Regions from separate parts of the Mus musculus genome. Here regions 1 and 2 are each linked to region 3. Evidence: chromatin contacts called from public Hi-C and HiChIP or PLAC-seq data. All regions are on one chromosome and are shown on one strand. The core of a region is the stretch at or near the end of the contact, and the rest is flanking DNA. Distances in the headings are between cores, read along the strand shown.

Region 1 (3,193 bases), core at 477-2,976, 73 kb before region 3:
ATAACTTGTAAAAATTTATAACCCAGTAAAAGAGCTACCATCACTATCACAGGCCTTTGTAGGACACAGAAAAGCTGACTGCCTTGCTGAAGGTCACAGTTCACAAGGCTCAGACACAGGAGCTGAACACCTCTCTTTTGGTCCCAAACTTCCTAGTCTTGACCCCACACTGACTACTACAAAGCAATTCATAAAAAGAGTAGCATTCATCTTCACTAACTTTATCAATTCCTTAAATATAAATAAAGCACAACAGAAAGCAACTTGAATTGGAATCCTTACATTACTCATGAAGTTTAGGACCTTGGACATTGACCCTAAGAGTGGATGTTGGGAGTGGTACTGTGTGGTACTGGCACACAGTAGGTACTCAGTGACTTTTTCAATAAGCTCACATTCATTGATGTTTACCAGGCTAAGTGCTAAGCCACAGACAGACACACATCCTCAGAATTATCCAATGGACTCCACCAGTGTGTACTTCTGCTCCCCCCACTGCAGTTCTCCTGGATGTCTCTTTACAGGTGATGATGCAGGGTCACATCTGAAAACCTGAAACATGTCTACTTCACTCAGGCACTGGGGAAAATGTGTGAAAATTTTATATGGGCTCTGGACATGTAAACGGAAGGCCCACTTTGGGGCTCCCCTCTCTTGGGATACCTAGTAACAGGCACCCTATTATACTAGCATCTGCCTATCTGGTTCTGGCTCTTGGCCAGTCCAAAGAGAAGAAATAGACAGGAGGGATGGTTTCTTCTCCCTGTCTCTGAGCGACAGTGGCATCCTTGGAACCTGAAGGGTATAGAGGCACACTGCCACACAGACATCTTGCTGTCTCACCTTTTTTTTTTCCTTAGAGATGCTTTTTCTGGGTCATTCCGAGCCATGGGCTGCATTGATAACTTTGCCTGGCTCAACTCTCACCTCTGCACCCTGCTGGATGCACAACCGAAGCTCTGTGGAGGACCATCCACAGAGACAAAGGAAGGCTCTTTGGAAGAGTCACACCTTTTCCCACAAGCCCTGCTTTCCTAGGAGGCTTTGTTTTTTTTCCCCCTTGCAGCAAGGTAGAGCAAGTTGAACTAACTGCTCTTAAATCAATGAAGCCATTGTGCGAGCTTCCTAGAGCAAAGGGGTTTTTGTTGTTGCCTCCCCGCCCCTTCCCTCTCTCTTTCAGCGCTGGTGTGGAGCAGAAATTAAACCTGGCCATGGGCTATGAGGAGAAGAACCTGCATAGAGAAACCTTTCTTTCTTGATTGAGGCTTAGATTTCTGTGCAGATCCGTAGATTTATAGCTGGAATTGTTACTAACAAGCACTTACTTCTACACATGTGCTTTCACAAGCTTTTCTCCCCCTTCCCACCTGACACTGGTGCCAGGCTGAACCCAGGACAATAGGACTCCCTTCCCCTAGGGCTCACCCGTTGTGTGCCTGGCACTCCTCCATTAATCCTGCCAGTAGAAATAAAGGTGAACACATTGAGGTACTACCGCTGCTTGCAAAGAATGGGTGAATCAACACTTCACGCCCAGTAGGGGCAAAGCTACGCTCAAACTTCTAGAATGTTCTGGTCTGCTGATTAAACTGGGGAGGAGAGTAGTGGTATTTATTTCACTGTTACTCCTCTGTTCACAGATGAGTTGGACAGAGTCTATTCTCAGTTCTGAGCTAGTTTTTAACAGTGATGAGAGCCAAGACATTTCAATGGGTAAGAATAGTACTTTGAGCAAGCGCTGCTAGGCCGGGCAACATAGAAATGTTGCTGGTACATGTGATATACAAAGGAAGGGAGCTGGACTCTGTTGGTTGGCTCGGACGGCTCCAACCAAACAACATAGAGTTGTGGGCTTAAGCAATTGACATTTATTTCCTTGCAGTTCAGGAGGCTGAGAGTCTCACGTCAGGAAGGTGGATTCTGATGAGGGTCCTCTTCCTGTGTTCTCACGTGGAAGAGTGTAGGAAGAAAGAAAGCCCCGTCTCTCATCTCATCTGATAGGGCCTCACCCTAATGACTCCCCATCTCCAGACACTGCCACTCCAGGGTTGACTACAGTTTCAACATACAAAGTTTGGGAGCAAGGTACAACTCAGTTAGTAGCAACTTTATCCTCACACAGTTTAGTGCACACAAACTAACTCTATAAACCAGAAGCCGAACAAAAGAGCACAAGCTATAAAACCTTTAGAGGAAAATGATGAAGTAAACCTCTTCTGCCCTGGGTTAACCAACACCTAAGAAGCTTTCATTAGTGGCACCAACTAGAGCCTGGGGAGACAGCTCACTGCATAAGACCACTTACTTGAGGACTGAGTTCAAATCCCCAGAACCCACATAAAAAGCCACTCATGGCCAGGAGTACAATGTAACCCAGCACTATAGTGGGCAGAGACAGGAGGATTATCGCTGAGGCTTCCTACTGCTAGACTAGCCCCAGGTTCAATGAGAGATCCTGTCTCAAGGAAATACGGAGGAGAGTAGTCCTCTGGCCTCTCTGTATGTACACACTCACCCACATACACCATAGGCACATTCAATAAATAAATTAAAGAAATGATCCACAGGCAAAAAAATGACTAAAAGAAAAATACAGACAACTTCATCCACATAAAATTTGAAACTTTATTTTTAAAACTTTTATGAGCTGAGAATAGTTTTATATAATGGTGAGTTTCATTATGACATCCACACACATGTATATATTCACCATATTCACCCCCATTGACCCCTATGTTCCCCCTCCTACTCCTCCTGACCCCCTCCTCTTCCCAACTAGCTACCTTCCTCCCCCCTTCCCTATGCATGAGTGAGTGTGTGTGTGTGTGTGTGTGTGTGTGTGTGTGTGTGTGTGTATGATGACTTCTGTTAAGGTTTCTCACATGAGCACAGGTAAGGAGCTATTTAAAGGATCATGGACAATTTACCAGTGTCTACAACACTGAAGGCAACTTCATTTTCCTCCCCCAGAAACCACTGTCTCTAGATCCTCAGGGAGCAATAGGGCCTCACTTGTTCCTCCTCTCTCCATGATGGAAAGTTGATGGCCCAATCTAAAACTAAAAATGTTTGTGCTTCCATGGATACCATATCAAGAAATAGATAATTCACAGAGCAGGAGAAAGCTGCAAATTGTATGCCATAAGGGATTTAAATCTTGAATACCTAAGGAATTCTTACAACTCAACAATAA
Region 2 (3,412 bases), core at 443-2,942, 110 kb before region 3:
TCACCCTGGTGCTCCCTACAATCCTTCCCTTGGGGAAAAGGATCCGATTATCTATTAGCTGTGAGCCTTCTATACAAACAAGTGATGCTTCCTAACTCCTTTAGCCCCTGAGATGGAAAAAAATGCATAGTAGATGTCTATTAAAGAAGGCATTGGAGGTTAACCAAGATCTCGACCCTTTTTTTCTGTTTATAGAATAACAAGTTTTGCTTAGGTTCCAGGTCTTTCAGAAGTATGGAGCCAGAGGTGGGAAATTGTGTCCCCATTGTAAAATCTCAATGAGTCAAATATCATATCATAAACCAACAAGATTTGGTTGTACTTTGAAAGGCAAGTGACTTGGTTTTATTTATTCTGAAATGAAGTTGGAATATCCTTTGATCAGTCTTTTTAGTGCCCTGTAAGTAATTTCTTCCTTTTATAAATTTTAGACCATAGCCAACAAAGCCAAAATATCTCATTAAGTCTTGGACCTGCTCTTAATGACTCAATAAATATTTATTAGACTGAATGAACCAATATAAACAGATTTCTCTTGAGGGGCATCTCTTTAAGGTCATTCCCTGGCCTACATAGGTGAAACATCATTAAGTCTTTCTATGTAATCCACAACTGGCCTCTGCCACAGTTAGAGTGCTGTTCACTCCCACCAAAGCCCACATAGAGGCTCAATTCCTTCGTGAGGCAGTGTTAGGAGGAGCCTTGGACTATGTTTAGATCACAGAGGTAGAGAGAGCCCTTAAGTCTAGATTAATCCTCTCCTGTGGCCATGAGTTCTCATTCTTGGGTGACTTGATTTGTTGACTCTAGCAGGCCATCCTAAATCAAAGCCATCCCTGGTGCCAGTCTGCTGTGCGTACCCTCTGGACTTCTGCTCCTTCCCTGCTGTCTTTGGATACAACGCAAAGCCCTTGAAAGATGTTGCCACTAACTCTTGACTTTTTCAGCCTCCAAAACCGTAAACTAAACAAACCTCATTTCTTTATGAAGCCCCCGGTCTTGGGTTTTCTGTTACAGCAACAGAAAATGCATTAAGAGAACACCTAACATTTGAAAAGTTGGTGTTTAAAAATTCAGGGTTGAATGGGTGAAATTCAAAATTAGAACCACATGTTTCCACTCAAAATTTCAGTTTTCTGTGTATGGATGGCCATGCTTATAATCTCAGCACTCAGGAGGCTGAGGCAGGAAAACTGTGAGTTTGATGCTAGCCTGAGTTACGTTGCAAGATTCTGTTTTTGTTTTTGTTTTTGTTTTTGTTTAAGTTGTGTTTATCTATTTCAGTTTTTTAAAGTGTACTGAGACTTTGAAAGCTCTCCACACCTGCTCCTCTATCCTCAGTGCCATGATGGGATAATGACTAGGGACTGGAGTGGGGTATGCTGTGTGGGTGAGGCACTGTACCTGGAAGTCCTTTGCCAAAATGTGTATGCACCACTTCTGAAGGAAGCAGCCAGGCCTTTCCTACAGTGCTTCCTGGTGTCCTGGACACTCCATGAAAATGCATTGTCTTAGGGCTGGTTGTCTTAAGACACCATGACCAAAGCAACTCTTAGAAAAGAAAACATTTAACTGGGGCTGCCTTACAGTTCCAGAGGTTTAATCCATTATCATCAGAGCAGGAAGCATGGCGGCCTTCAGCCAGACATGATGCTGGAGAACCTGAGAGTTCTACATCGTGATCCGAAGGCAACAAAGAGGAGACTGTCTTCCTCAGGCAACTAAGAGGAGGCTCTCATTCCACACTGGGTGGAGCCTGAGCATACGAAACCTCAAAGCCCACCCCAACAGTGACACACTTCCTCCAACAAGACCACACCTCCTCCAAGAAGGCCACATATCTAAAAAGCAACACTCCCCGTGGGCCAAGCATTCAAACACACGAGTCTATGGGGGCCAAACCTATTCAAACTACTACATGCATCAACAGAAGACATTTTTTTAATCTCACATGCAGAAACTACACTTCCAACTATAGTTAGTCCCCAAATTGTTGCCGATAAAGATGAACTCAATGGCTACTTACTTTGGGGACTATCTTGTCTCCCTAGGGTGATTAATTGGGTTCTGGCCCGTTGCTTTCCATTCTTCCTCATTTTCTTAAGTCTGCAAAGGCTGCACTGTGGATGACTTGATGTCGTTCTGCTTGACTGCTCTGAGAGCTGAGAAATGCCCTCAAAGAAGAGGGATCGTGAGCACATCATTCACTGGGGAAGGGAGATGGCTTGGTGGATAAAGCAAGATTGCTGCAGGAGTGTAAGAACCTTGTGCAGACCACCAGTGCCATCTAAAACCCAGGCATGGCCGAACGCCCCTGTAATCCCAGTGCTAAAGAGGCAGAGATAAGTAGATTCAAGGAGCTTGCTGAGAGACTCTATCTCAAAACTAAGGTAGACAATAAAAGAGGACACACACACACCAGTAAACACACCTGTATACACATGTCTACACATCACCACCACCACTATCACCACCTCTACCACCACCACCACCACCAACAACAACAACAAAAGAATTATGTATTTACAATGTCCAGCATGTGGAATTTATTAATCTGTCTGTCACAAGGTGGTAAATATAAAGAGTTTATGATACATGTACATAATGGAATAGGAAAGAACATTTTCATTTGATTAAAACTTGAGATAGAAGGTTTACTAGTGTTATAGTTGCTCCACTTCATAATATGAAAGGAGAATGAAATGCCAGTATCGGTGAATGGGCTACAGGACGTTATACTAAGGAAAGAAAGATAGACTTGGAGAGTTAAGTGCTGCATGCACACTGATTTCAGAGTAGAGGGTAGACCAGGAGGAGTGCTGGGGAGGGATGATGGAGAGAGGTTAGCAGCAAGTACCAAAGTACAGTGAGATACAATGAATACATTTGAATATTCTATGATACACTAGGATGGATATAGTGTATAGTAGGTAGTGATTTATTTTGCTATTTTATTTGAAACTAAAAGAATTTGAAAGTTCACTCCAAAATGCTAAGAGACAATGTTAATTACCCTGATTTAAACATTACACATTATAAACTTAGATCAAATTACCACACCATATCCTATCAATAGGTAACATTTTGTTTACATCCATTAAAACATGTAAAGATCTATTTACTTTTGTATTATGTGTGTATGTTGCCTGCATGTATGCATGTATATCATGTGTGTTCAGTGCCTGAGGAGGTCAGAAGAGGGTATTAGATGCTCCCTGCAACTGCAGTTACACATGGCTACGGACTGCCAGGTACATGCTGGGAATCAAACCCCATCCTTGTCCTCTGCAAGAACAGCCAACCCTCTTACTCTCTGAGCCTTCTCTCCAGCTCCAATTGAAGATTTTAAAAACTAAAAAACAAAGACAGTTCAAAGGTTCCAGATTGCTGATTTTTTAAATCTCCAAAATTG
Region 3 (3,417 bases), core at 86-2,585:
TGGAGAAAGGGAGAGCATCCAGTTGGGAAATGACAGACCCAAGGCTCACATCTAGAACTCTCACCTGACTCTGTGGTCCATATCCCTCCCCAAACTCCTCTTCCCATCATCTGTGAATTCATCACTACCCAAGTCAATCATAAAAAAAATGTCAAACAGATTCGAGGACAGTGCTCAAAGGTGAATTTCAAACCTCCCACTGTATATTTGCTGGTTATTCACAGTCAGGGGTGAGGCATTTTTCACAGAATGTTGGACTTGTTGCCCACACTCAGACACCCAAGCCAGTGCAAGCCAATGGTTCTTATTCCACACCTGCACACATCACACTCTGGGTAGCAATGAGAAGCCACCCGAGGAGTTTTACATCTATACCTGTTTTGTCATTGTCCAACTCATCCCCGTGCACATCCTGAGACCTTTGACCCCTAGTTATAGAACATGCATTGCAAATGTTCTTCCCTAACTCTGGGATTTTGTTCTCTGGGTGGTGTAAGAGTTGAACTCAGTGTCTCAGATACACTAGGCAGGCACTCTGCCGCTGAGCTAGCCCCAGCCCTCCTCACAGAACACACGAAACTCACTCATCCTCCATATAACTATCCTCTAATAACTCAGTTGTTTAGTGTGAGGCTTCTGAACTGCCAACTCCCCAACACTGTGAAGGTCAGCCCGCTCCTCCAACACCTCTCGACAGTAACCCATTCTTGGTTTATTTTCTATGGCTGCGATAAAGCCGGCATGACCAAGAGCAGCCTAGAGAAGAAAGGGTTAATTTGACTTACCATGACCTGATCGCTGAGGAAAGCCAAGGAAGGGATCTGGAGGCAGAAACTGAAGCGGAGACCTGAGAAACTGCCTTGTTCCCCACACCTTGCTCAGCTGGCTCTTTTCTGTAACAGAGGATCGCCTCTCCAGCTTGTCATGCGGCTTGTTCACATCTTCACAGATCAGGAAACAGAAAGCTCCTGTAGGAAATAGAGGCCCAAGGCCCGACCTGAATCCTTCTAAGGATTTCTTAACCTTCGAAAAACAGCGCCACCTACTGGGCACGAATGTTCAAGCACATGAGCCACGGAGGACACCAAACTTCACCTCCTTCGCATCCCTCATCCAGTCAGAGGCACAATGAGTAACAGAAATGACTCCAATGCATCCAAATGTGCCTCAGGCAACCAAGCCTATAGTCCAAGGTGAAGATTCGGTGGGGCTGAAAGCCAAAGAACTTAAATGATTTAACTAAGGGTTAAATTAATTTAAAGTAAAATCATATGTTGTAAAGAACTGGTGTCAGATTGGTCCCTTCAACATTCCACCGTGGATAGGGGAGGCTCCTGAGGCGTCCACCCACCCCACCCCACCCTGCCAAGGAGCTAGTGGCAGTTAACAGTTGCTGGGGTGAGGGTGCCATTTCTTCAGTGGTGTAGCCACTGGTAAGTTGCCCCTGCTTTAATTAAATGACCCACCCCATAGCCATGATCACACAAGCAGCCCTCGTGGGGCTAAAAAAGGCATGGGAAGAAGAAAGTCAATACAAGCGTGAGGGAGAACGGTAATAGGGTAAGACTATGACCACAATATGTTGTACACTCGTGTGAAAGTGTAAAAATAAATGTATTTGGCTTGACTGACACATTAAAAAGAGCTTATTTCAAATGCCTTCTGTAACACCGAACCGAAACCAATACAATATTCTCTCCGGTTTGAAGGAGACCTTCTAACACTAAGCATTTATAGTCAGATAAGGACTGCTGAGATGATGTACAAACAGGACAAACTGGAAAAGCTGCTCTCTGCAGGACAACAAAGGAACGCATTCTGCAGGAACCGGTTCTCGTTTTCATGGGAGGTATTGTGTTTACATTACCCTCATTTTCTACACATTAACTTGCATCTCCATAGACTTGCAATGTGGACGAATCTAGAGCACGCAAGGGTCAGGCCTCTAGGAACCAGACGGTTTCCAAACTCCCAACCACCCACTGAGGAGATATCACCAGGCTTTTACCTGTTTCAGACAGTGTAGTATTTTTCTGCTCCAGAGTCAAGTGGCAATGATCCTGGTTCTAGATAAGAAGACAAAGAGTTAATCAAAGACATCTAAATAGTGACAGGAAAGATAGTCAGGGTCTGGGCTCTATAGACAGACAGCCTGGGCTCTCTTCAACCTCAGCTTAGCCGCATATGTCACCTTAAGCAATTCGGTGCCTCGGTTTTCTTATCTGTAAGTTGGGCATAACTATAAACACTCTCTACACAGCTGAGTTTTAAGAAGAAGGAGAAGAAGAAGAAGAAGAAGAAGAAGAAGAAGGAGGAGGAGGAGGAGGAGGAGGAGGAGGAGGAGGAGGAGGAGGAGGAGAAGAAGAAGAAGAAGAAGAAGAAGAAGAAGAAGAAGAAGAAGAAGAAGAAGAAGAAGAAGAAGAAGAAGTGACTCCAAAAAATCCCAGCTATTGTAATGACACCTCTCTGCAGCCCGAGACTATGAAAACATGCTTCTGTTTATTTTTAAAGTTGATGACCGACTAGGTCGAGAAGTCTCTCTTGATGACCATAAATTCGACAAGATGGATGTTCGCTTTCTCCAAGTTTCTCATTGCCTCTCCTAGAGTAGACACAGACTCATTGTCAGTCAGGTGTAGACCAACATTTGCCCTCATGGCTTCCGGTAGAGGAAGAGGTGATATTAGCGTCAAGTCTGAGATGTTCTTAATTGTGGAGTCCTCAAAGGAAGTTGGGGATAGCTAAATCCACCACAATTCTATCCCGCCTCTGTGCCTGGACGACCCTGATGGAAGTTCAATGCTTCTGGCTCTGGCCTTGCCTCTTACTGCACCAGCAACACCATCACTGCTCAGCCTCAAACACAATTTTGGATTTACTGACAAGTATGGGGGTGGGGAGGCATCCCTCCCACATTCTCTTTCTGGGTTCTTCCATACTAAAAGATATAACTAACCAAAGAAAAATTAGTTTCGAGAAACATGCACTACACAGATTCCAGGAGAATTGAGTAGTGAAAAACCCTGTGTCTGAGCCAGATTTGGGGATGCGCATCAGGAAACGGAAGCAGGAAGATCACAAGTTCAAAGCCAGTGGAGCTACATAGCAAGACCTCATCACAAAAAACTAAAAGGAACTGGTTGTGGTGGCACACACCTTTGATCCCAGCACTTGAGAGGCAGGGGCAGCTGGATCTCTGTGAGTTTGAGGTCAGCCTGGTCTACAGAATGAGTTCCAGGTCAGCCAAAGCTACATTCACAGAGAAACCCTATTTAAAAAAACAAAAAAACAAAAAACAAAAAACAAAAAGATAAATAAGTAAATAAAAAGAAGAAAAGAAAAAGGAAAAACAACATAAACCCACAAGAGTCAAGAGTTTACATCACATCTTAACAACAAAAATAAAACCTATCAATT

What was found. A called contact is a pair of places that touch in the nucleus more often than the background predicts. HiChIP or PLAC-seq counts read pairs in DNA pulled down with a chosen protein or histone mark.
Region 1: a contact with region 3 is called in an H3K27ac HiChIP or PLAC-seq map of embryonic stem cells, with 5 read pairs. The contact joins the enhancer-like site here to the promoter of 4933406J09Rik in region 3. A contact is called at or near these places in 2 of 39 promoter capture datasets (embryonic stem cells and hippocampal neurons), 5 of 484 Hi-C or Micro-C datasets (the STO cell line, embryonic stem cells, group 2 innate lymphoid cells and 2 more), 1 of 115 datasets of contacts at active chromatin or transcription factors (embryonic stem cells) and 4 of 9 other capture datasets (adipose tissue, embryonic stem cells, liver and 1 more).
Region 2: a contact with region 3 is called in a Hi-C map of pro-B cells, with 1.9 times the contacts expected there. The contact joins the enhancer-like site here to the promoter of 4933406J09Rik in region 3. A contact is called at or near these places in 4 of 39 promoter capture datasets (the SN4741 cell line, hematopoietic stem and progenitor cells, liver and 1 more), 14 of 484 Hi-C or Micro-C datasets (the G1E-ER4 cell line, embryonic fibroblasts, embryonic stem cells and 2 more), 2 of 115 datasets of contacts at active chromatin or transcription factors (both in embryonic stem cells) and 2 of 9 other capture datasets (embryonic stem cells and pancreatic islet).

The regions. Positions count from the first base shown.
Region 1 is chr6:134,328,740-134,331,932 of GRCm38.p6, forward strand. All of the region lies in intron 3 of 4933406J09Rik (RIKEN cDNA 4933406J09 gene), which reads right to left. Among named protein-coding and RNA genes, the nearest start is that of Bcl2l14, 66 kb to the right of the region's middle. Within about 2 kb of position 1,727, at least 19 of the 459 cell types and tissues checked have an H3K27ac peak or open chromatin away from gene starts, as enhancers often do. A contact at or near this core is called in embryonic stem cells, where this site is marked.
Region 2 is chr6:134,286,814-134,290,225 of GRCm38.p6, forward strand. No RefSeq gene overlaps it. Among named protein-coding and RNA genes, the nearest start is that of Gm17089, 40 kb to the left of the region's middle. Within about 2 kb of position 1,693, at least 11 of the 459 cell types and tissues checked have an H3K27ac peak or open chromatin away from gene starts, as enhancers often do. A contact at or near this core is called in pro-B cells, where this site is marked.
Region 3 is chr6:134,402,080-134,405,496 of GRCm38.p6, forward strand. It overlaps 4933406J09Rik (RIKEN cDNA 4933406J09 gene), which reads right to left and starts at 1,336. Exons shown (of 9, transcript NR_153848.1): 1 at 786-1,336. All of the region lies in intron 2 of Bcl2l14 (BCL2-like 14 (apoptosis facilitator)), which reads left to right.